Linked DNA regions of Oryctolagus cuniculus: region 2 is linked to region 1. A link is a contact called in public Hi-C data. All regions are on one chromosome and are shown on one strand. Each heading gives the region's core, a stretch centred on a gene start, on an enhancer-like site or on the middle of the called end of the contact. The rest is flanking DNA. Distances are from core to core; before and after follow the strand shown.

The links. A called contact is a pair of places that touch in the nucleus more often than the background predicts.
Region 2: a Hi-C map of an unstated tissue shows a contact between it and region 1, with 2.0 times the contacts expected there. The contact joins two enhancer-like sites. A contact is called at or near these places in 2 of 6 Hi-C or Micro-C datasets (psoas muscle and an unstated tissue).

What each region holds. Positions count from the first base shown.
Region 1 is chr10:22,907,762-22,912,638 of mOryCun1.1, reverse strand. The region is part of intron 5 of TCF4 (transcription factor 4); the gene reads right to left. Among named protein-coding and RNA genes, the nearest start is that of TCF4, 210 kb to the right of the region's middle. Within about 2 kb of position 2,563, at least 3 of the 8 cell types and tissues checked have an H3K27ac peak or open chromatin away from gene starts, as enhancers often do.
Region 2 is chr10:23,195,954-23,200,830 of mOryCun1.1, reverse strand. No RefSeq gene overlaps it. Among named protein-coding and RNA genes, the nearest start is that of CCDC68, 140 kb to the left of the region's middle. Within about 2 kb of position 2,035, at least 2 of the 8 cell types and tissues checked have an H3K27ac peak or open chromatin away from gene starts, as enhancers often do.

The sequences.
Region 1 (4,877 bases), core at 1,314-3,813:
GAAAGTGTTCGTGCTGTTGCTGAAATGTGAATTGGCATATTCCACCCCAGCCTTTTCACAGGAAATCCTCATTGGTTTTAAGGAAATTGCACATGCTAATTCTGAGACTGTTACTGAACAGATTATCCGTGCAACCTTTTTTTCATTTTTTCTTTTTTTAAAATTTAAGCTGGGCAGTCAGAAGCAGCATGACCTACCTGCCTCTGACCTTCCCTTGCCGGAGAATGTGTTCAGAATTCCAGTCAAACCTGAACAGATCTGAGCAAAGCCGTTCTATTCTAGGGACCATGTCAGGCCCTGGCCTGGAACCTGCTAAAGTGGATTTCTAGATGGGATCTCACACAGACCTCCAAGCCAAGAAACCTCATCATGGCTTTGGGCAGCAGGGAACCAAACTGGAAAAGCACTGGCTTTGAAACTAGACAGTTGGAGTTCAATGCCTGACTCTGAAAATGATTTGGGAATGTGACCTGGGGTCTGCTTGCTTTTACTTCTCCGAGCACCATTTTTTGAAGTTTTTAACTGAGAATAATTAATAAGCACCTTGGAGACTTACACTGGTGCCTACTATTAGTTCCCCAGGTATCCTTTGGCCTGCACCCCTAACCACTTGTTTGGATGTGCACTCATCAACACGTCAGGATTGTGAAAGGACTGGCACAGGGATTACTGCCCTATCTCACGGATCCTTGATGGGTAGCTTTGGAGAGAGCGCCAGCAACCCTCCAGCATTAGTCCTGATGGTCAACCTTGTGTGATGCTTAACAGCAATGACCAGAATACAGAGGAGCAACAGGAGATGTCAAGGAACTCCAGGACTTACTGCAAGATCAACAAAACAGCCAGGCGCACAGAGATTATCACAGGACTCCAAATTTCAGCAGAAGAATACTGGAGTTATCTACAATTACCTTCTTCTACCCAAAGTTAAAGCTTTTTTGACGCTCATCTTGAACCACAGACATTTTTATCAATATCCCTGATGTGATTTGAAAAATGCTTTAATGCTTCCAGCATTCTCCAAACAAGGGAACATATCAAGAATAAGGACTACTGACACTGTATTAGTATACGTATGGAGCACTCAAATTGAGAGCGTTAAAATGAACAATAAAAGAAAGCACATCATTACAGAAGAATGACTGCTACAAATATACAGATTTTTTTTTTTTTTTCAAAAAATCACCAGATTGCAACCTATAGATTAGCAAAAGGATCATCAATGTGAGTAAAAACTATCAGGCCAAAGGCTGTTGGGGAAAGGGGTATTTGCCCAATGCCAAAGTATCAACACAAAGATTATTTGCTAACTGAAAAGGGGGGAAGGTTTTGGGGCATGTGGGGGTCACAGAACACTTTCCAACTGATTAACATTAGCATGACCAATATTGCCTAAGTTAACATCCTAGTGGAATAAAGAATTCAGTACCATCTACAAAGTCCTCTAGTCAAAAAAATTTTAAGCTGAAGCTGAACATATCTTTGGATATAATTTTTAATGTTAGCAAAAAACGTACAGAACCAATGAAAAGAATCCTACCAAGAAATAACTCAACAATTCTACAAAAGGGAATATTCTGTAAGGTGACTAGGCTGATCTCTTTAAAGACACCATCATTTAAAAAAAAAAGGCAGAAGAATTGTTTTAGTTTAAAAAAAAAGTATGAAGAGATACACAAACCCAATGTCATGCATAAAGATATTTTTTTATCATTGAAGACATTTTCATGGGAACAACTGAAACAATTTGAATATGGACTAATTAAGAAATTATTAGCAATTTCTTTAGGTGTGAGAATAATATTTTAATTAAATAGACAAGTGTCTAATTTTTAAGAGATGCATATTGAAAAACCTAGGCGCAAAATCTTATTAGATCTGTCAGTGAAAAATGGCTTTCTGAAACATATATATACCTACATATATTCTAGACACAAAGTAAATACAGCAAATATTAATAACTACCTTACTAAATGGGAGGTACACAGCATTTTGTTTTATCATTTTTTAACTTTTTTTGGGGTGTTTGAAACATTTTACTATATACGACTAAAAAGAAAATTGTTTTCAAATTCGAATGTGGCTTGAGTTTCCTCTGCAATAGCTCCCGGTGTGCATCTCACACACACCTAAACTGTCAATAAATATTTATTCACCGATGCGATGAGAGAATGAATCCCTTCTCTCCTTTGGGAAGCACTGGTGGCTGTTGAGACGGGGGACACCCAGAGCGACCTCCCAGAAAGGGTGAGTTGAGGCCCGAAAAAAAGCGAGCTCAAGGAGCAGCGTGATGGCACACATGCTGCAAACTTGGGCCCTGCGAGGTCTGAAGCCGGCGGGACGGCCAACGCCCTGCCCACCACTGGTACGTTTAAAGGATCAGACTGGGATTCCGATCTTAGGTTCCAATAACGCGCCCACCAGAAACACAGAACTTCCTGATTCCCACTTTAAGCTTGCCTGGGCCCAGGGCGAGAAAGCTACCAGGTAAGTAACTACCAAGCCCAGGAAAGTCCAAGTGAGTTCCTCTCCACAGTATGACCTCTTCATGCTTCCAGGGTCTGCACGGCACTTTAAAAGCACAGGCTTCCAAAGGACTTCCTCCGAGATAATACGGCTTTCTGGTTTTCACGTGCATAAAAAAGATGCTCACGATATGGTACACACACATTGCTACTCAGACTTATGCCTTCAAAACGTTTTCTAAAAGTGATACTGGGTAAGCATGAGAGGTCTTCCAGAGGTTCATAGAAAATGAGTATTAGGAAAAAAATCATGCACGAGTGTCACCTTTTTTTCTTGCCTGTACCAAAATGAACTTAAATGTTAATTCCACTTTCCACAAACTTTTTGAAGTCCCCTAGTAAGCATTAGGTCATTATAGTTCTTGCCCGCGAGGCGCATGGTACACTAAGCAAGATAGAGCAGACAAGACCTCTGACCTCCAGGACTATACAGAATCCTGGTGGAAACCAGTGTTCAACACGCACATGAATAAGAGCAAATCCGAAAAAACACCAGAGAGAAAACACGGAATGATTTGGCCATACACAGCAGGGACCCTGTGTTGGAGTGGATCTTAGGAAAAAACGCACAGGACCTGGACTGAATTACTGAACCCAAAAAACAAACATTTAAGCATAATATCGAATTAAAAAGCAATATGTATTTCTGTTTACACAAGCCTCATATCGTCATTTTCATAATACACAAAGGGATTATATGCCCTCTTTTTTTGCTTATATCCTTTCAATTTTGACTTTAGAAATGAAAACCTGAAAGAGGCAAGAGTTTTACAATGAAGTCATTGGCAATACCTTTTGTATCGAAAATGATTAAAAGGAAAAAAAATCAATTCTTCATAATGCGATTCATTTCAGAATCAACTACATGTTTAACTTCAATGACTCAAAAATGAGAAGACTCAGGAGCCAAGCAAGTTACAATGGAGAAGACCCGTTTCCTCAGCTTCAAAGTTTCTGGAATTTAACAATATTTTCCTAGATTAGGACTAATTCTTAAATCCTACTGATCAGTTTTAAGATCTGAACAGCAAATAACTTGGAACAGCATAGTTCTATTTGATTACTTTCTGAGAAAGAAAAAAGGATTCATATGAGGTTAAAGCCTTGGCCTTCACCACCGAAAACAAGATATGGACTGGGACATTCCGTTGTGGAATTTTGTATAAAGATTTCAAAGTATCTCACTGATTTTCAATATATTATTAATTTGTACTGCTCTTTAAATGAAAATCATCTGTGATATGTTTCCATGCCTTGAATAATCAAATTAAGGCAAGAAGTCTAAAAGCTTTTTCAAGGTCAGTAATAATGCCAGAGTTTAACACAGTGGTTAAATTACAGGGTATTTTTACAGACGATTCTAGGAAATGATCAAACCTAGTTGTTGTACATGAGAATAAATTACTAGAACCTCAGAAAAGCAGAACATCATAAGAGGCCCAACTCATGAAATTCTAACTTGACTGGTCTCAGGTAGGACCCTGCTTTCTGGACATCAATCTCTCTCTCTCTCCCACTCTCCCACTTTCTCTCTCTCCCATTTTTTTTTTTCTCTCTCTCCCTCCCCCCCATACACACACACACACGCAAACACACACACGCGTGCGCGCGCACACACACGCACACACACACACACAATCTATCCTGCCCAGAAGAGATTAATAATGAAACCATGGTTTGAGAGTCAGGCTACATTCCTGAAAAGGAAGACAAACCATTCCTGATAATCAATGTTGAACTTCCCATCCATTTAAAGGGGACTCTTTGGCCCAAATAACGATCATTTGTGTTGACATCATCGTTTCATTGAAAAACAGTGGATTTCAGCAAAATTAAAAGTTTGCAAATCAATGAACATTCAAAGCAGCTAAAGCGGCCAAAAGCAAATGATATTTTTTCACTCTGCCATTTGCAACGGTATTCATTATAGATATTAGCCATTGGCTATGATAAGACTGGGGTAAAACCATCTTGCAAAAAAGTTTATTTCTATGATTTTCATTTCTGTCAGACTTTCCATTACAAAATTTATTTTCTCAGCCAGTAAAAGTAGTATAAGGCTGCAATGTGGCAGAAACATTTTGAGCCAGTGTGTGACTTTCATACCCTAATTTTGTTTAAATTAGTTTTCCCATGTTTAGCGAAAACAAAAAGAAAGTCCATTAGGCCAATTTTATTTGCCTTTAAGTTCATTTTCTATATAATTTCTAAAGTCCCAGAAAGTCAACATCTTTACTTCTGATTAATTTCACATGGGAATGCACTAATGAATTTATTTTTTCCATTTACTATTTTTTAATGAAAAGAACAGATAATAAAGATCTCCCTAATTTTTGCTTTTTTTCTGCTAAA
Region 2 (4,877 bases), core at 786-3,285, 290 kb before region 1:
CAGCTCCCAGCTCATCTCTGCTTCTCTTCTTACCTGTATGAGCCATTCTCAAGAAAGAAGCACAAATGAAGAGCCATTAATTGTCTCGTGTCATTCCCTCTATTCATTTAATCAGCACTTATCACAAGTCTTCAAGAGTTTTCCACCACGTTCAGAATAAAACCCTAACTTCCCATTCTGACTTTCAGGATCATGTTCTATTCGACACCTGGTTCTCTCCAGTCTTACCTTGTCTTCCCCTGGGCCACAACTTTACAGTCCCAAGGGGTTTCATTCACTCACTCCAGGGCCACAAGCACTTTTGCACCTCAAGGCCATGTGAGTATTGTTCGCTCTCTTGTGGTAGTCCCTCCCTCCAATTTCCTCATCCTTTGCAGGTTCAATATGACCTTCTCAAAGAGTCTCAACCATCGATCAAAGGATCCCTTCCCTCTATCTTAGTCCTCACTGATTATCTACAAAGCAGTCATCACAATCTGAACTTGTTCTATTGACTTGTTGCATTTTATGAATGGGGGCTGAGAAATGTCTGCCTTGTTTACTCTTGTTTCCCCAGCATCTAGCAGAGTGCCTTGCCCACATGTGTACCCAAGAGGTATTTATTGTATGAATGAATGCGTAATATCTTCCCATTTCAAATCTTTGTCATCACTCCAATCTGAGAGTTAGGGCTACAATGGCTGTGTTTTCCACAGGTAGTCTGGCCACCCTTACACTCCTTATACTCAGAAAATGACCAAGTTATATGTATGGGGATGAGTGGCTAGACCTGTTTTCCTGTAGGAGGGTGTAGGAGTATCATCTACTTGAGATAGCCCATCATTTCCCATCTTGCTTCATGCCAGCTCTCAGCAATATGTTATCCCAGTCTTAATATAGTGCTTAAGTGATGGAAAAATGTGAGGACAGGAAAATCCATATCAGGCCAATAGAGGAATATACCCTGGGCCCTATGTAGGTTGCTACAGACTTCTGGTTGCATTTGGGAGCTACTTGGAGGAATTTGGACCCAATGCTGATTCACCCTAAGAGAATGCTTTTAGACGCTGAGAGCTCTCCTAGCCTAAGGCAGATTCATGAACTATAACATCCAACACCTTACTCTGTCACATTTGGAAACATGTGACTCTGTGTGTCATTATATATGCTCCTTCTCTTAGTGGATATAGACTGAACTTCTCCATGGGAAATTCATTTTCTGAAGGGATATGTCATTCCATAATTTCTTACTGGATTTGAGGGAGTAATGCCACCAATTTTCCTTCAGGCTCTAGAAGAGAGTGGCCTAATTGAAGAGTTATTTTCATAATGCTAATCAGCAGCCAAAGCATCAGGAATTGTAGGGAGGCGTGGAACTGCAGGCAGCCCAGGAGATATAGGTGTTCCTACTCTTTTTGGACATATCACTAAACACAAGGATATGTTCTGAGAAATGGGTCTTTGGGCAATTTTGTTATTATGCAAACATCAGCGTGTACTTATACCAACTAAGACAACTATGATGTCACTAGATAATGTAATCATATGGAACCGTTGTCATATATGAGCTCTGTCACTGACCGAAATGTCACTCTGTGGTACATGACTGTGTATGGACCACCACAGTGGCAGATAGAGTTTATCAGATTAGCTCTCTGTAGGGAAAATGACTTGGTAATGACTGGAGACAGAGATCTGAGTAGGGCCTAAAGCCAGAAACTGGTGTTCTGAATTATAACCCAGATGTCCAGTGGAAAATATAGCTTGTGAGAGACCTACACAAAAGTCAGCCAGCATTTTTGTAGTTTTTTGGATCATTGACACGCTCTTCCTCAACTTCCCTCCCCCAGACTTCTACCTTTGTTTGTTCAACCTTTCATTGATTGACTTTAAATTAAAAATAAACTTTTGAAAACATAACACAATAGAGACTCCGTGGCTAAGTGATCACACAGTACTTGCCCTAAAGCATGAGACAATTAAAATCCAATCAGGCTTGATAACGTTTTGTACTGTGTTGCTAGACTTCCCGTTGCTTTGACCTCTCTCCTTCCGGTATCCTGTTCTGGGACAGAAATGACACCACAAAGGTTTCCTGTGCCTGTCCTCTCCACTTCTGACCCCTTACTACATCCTCTCTCCATCTATTTGGAGAGCAATGATTTTGTTCCCCTGGAATTCCTCCCAGTTCGTATATTTGATGACACTTGTTGCTAATTTGGGGTGCCAAAAATGCTGGCCAAAGCCCAGGCTGCCTCAGGTCTACCAATGACCTTCTAAGCCACTGGCTAATTGGCAAAACGGCAATGCCATAGTCCCAGCCGTTAGTGGTCTTACTTTGTAAGCTCCCTTATCCCTGCAGCCTACCTGACTCTCCTGGATGTCCGAAACAAATGAATTCTTTAGCTCTTTCAGATACTTTCTCAGTGCCTACTCATTTTGAAAATACTTCCTTGAGGTGTCAGAAATCAATGTCTTTGGGATCAATGCAGTTAGGACCTTCTGGATGGAGCCTGAGGTAAGGACATCAAGTCCTAGATGGAGGAGCTGCCATCTTGTTCTTTCCCCCTCGTGACTTCAGAGCCTTCCTTTCCTGTGTCTGTAAAATGAAGATTTCAGCCCCTTGCACAAATAGCCAACAGTCATGTTTAATTCTGTGGTCGACAGAGCACTTAGCACATTGTTGTCAGTCAGAATATATTAAACAGGAGTCATGACCATACTCCAAAGAATAATAATTAGAAGAAGATGTCCCTATTGTCTTCATGGTACTCTCCTGTCCGTGATTTAGGCTGCCGACAAGGCTGGGATGCCAGTCCAGTGCAGAAGTGAGGCCCAATTCTGTGGAATGGGGGTGCTGTTGGCCACTGCATGCCTTCCCTACTCCAAGAAGTCTTGGTCCATTTCAAGGGCCTGGGCCTCCTGCTTGCTGGCCAACCACTCTGGGTACCACAGTTGCCCCTTGTCACTCCAAAGGCATAAGTGAATTTACATCCACATTGCCCACGAGTATATTCATCTTCTTCCTTGGGTCATTCTAAGCCTTTCAAAATGATCACAATCCAAGGGAAAGCAATGATCTTACCATCCACTTCCTTTTCTTGTGCCTTGTGGTAATCAAGGATATAGACAGGCTGGGAGGAATAGAACAGCAGCAACAATGGCAGGTCCTAACAGTTACTGAGAACTCTCCAAGTCACTTTGCAAACCTTTTTACATTAATGGACTCATTGACCTTTCAGAACAACACTCTGGGTACAGTAATACATTTATCCCTATTTAATAGATGTGCAGACAGTATTTTAGAGAGATTAAGTAACAGGAAAAAAGACATCTGCTGAGGGATTTCTTTAAGCCTTCTCTGAAGGTTCTATAACCCTTCTCCCTGGTTCCAGTTCCTCTGCTGATCTGAGTCAACAGAATGAAGAAAATGGGCTCAGTGTCCTCCCTGGGTGCTTGAGGATTCGATGCGCTAACTCCTCCTTGCAACTCTAGGGGGGCAGGGGTCTCTCGGTGCCTGGGATACTCATCTCCCTAGTCCAACAGATTCCTGAGGCAACAGCCGTGTTTTCTTCTCATTCCTGCCTCTTCATTTTCAGGTGGGGAGAGCGGGTGGTGACAACAGTTCAGTGTCTTTCAGCTGGATGCCATCAAGGCTTTTCGGAGTTGGCTGCTATGGAGACAAAGCACAGGTACCGCTGCCATTTGCCACCACTTGCTATTAAAAGACACGCACCGAATGTGAGCCCAAGATGTTCAGTGAATCAACCTGGAACTTACCCCTTTTTAAAAATTCTAATAGAGGGTAATTCATGCAAGTTGGTTGGCAAGCCATCTGCCTCAGGGACTGAGCACAGGTTAGATAATTAAACTCAACCTGTTCTCACATGGCTGTCTGACTTACCATTTACCTCGTCTCAGACTACTCGCCTCCAAAAACCCACTCTCCAAACTGGTTAACTCATTGTTCCCCCAAAACACCTGTCTCGCCTTCTTATTTTTACTCATGCCATTCCATCCACCTGGAACGCCCTTGCTTTCCTCTCCTCTCCAAATCCTTCTCATTTGCTTCACAATATGTTCCCCAGTCACCTCGCTCACAATGATGGTCTCTTCCTGAATTCCAATAGGAGTGAATTCTATATACTTCAGCTGGTAATTAATCATGTGCCGCCTTATGATTTTCTTTCTATTGTTACCTTGAACTGTTATTTAAATCTTTAATTTTAACATAACTGTTTCCATATGTTTGTCTTGTTTCCTTAATTGGAATCTAAGATCTTCAAAGCAGGAGCTATGGTATATAGTTTTATCCCTTCAGTAATTAGTATAGGGCTGGTTGGCTGATTTCTTTCTTCTTTTTCTTTTTGGTCACTTGAACAATAAAAATAATAAAACTTCATACAGGGCCGACGCCGCGGCTCACTAGGCTAATCCTCCGCCTTGCGGCACCGGCACACCGGGTTCTAGTCCCAGTTGGGGCACCAGATTCTGTCCCGGTTGCCCCTCTTCCAGGCCAGCTCTCTGCTGTGGCCCGGGAGTGCAGTGGAGGATGGCCCAAGTGCTTGGGCCCTGCACCCCATGGGAGACCAGGAGAAGTACCTGGCTCCTGCCATCGGATCAGCGTGGTACGCCGGCCAGGCCGCAGCGGCCAACGGAGGGTGAACCAACGGCAAAAGGAAAACCTTTCTCTCTGTCTCTCTCTCTCTCACTGTCCACTCTGCCTGTCAAAAAAAAAAAAAATCATACAATAACTTCAATAATAATAGGTACTATTTCCTGAGTGATAAACATGTGTGGGACAGTGGAGAAGGTAAGGTTTGTTTGAACCCGGAGAACTGAGGAATGAGCACTAAAGAAGAGCTGTGCTTGTGCTGCAGACAGAGATGGGAAGGGGT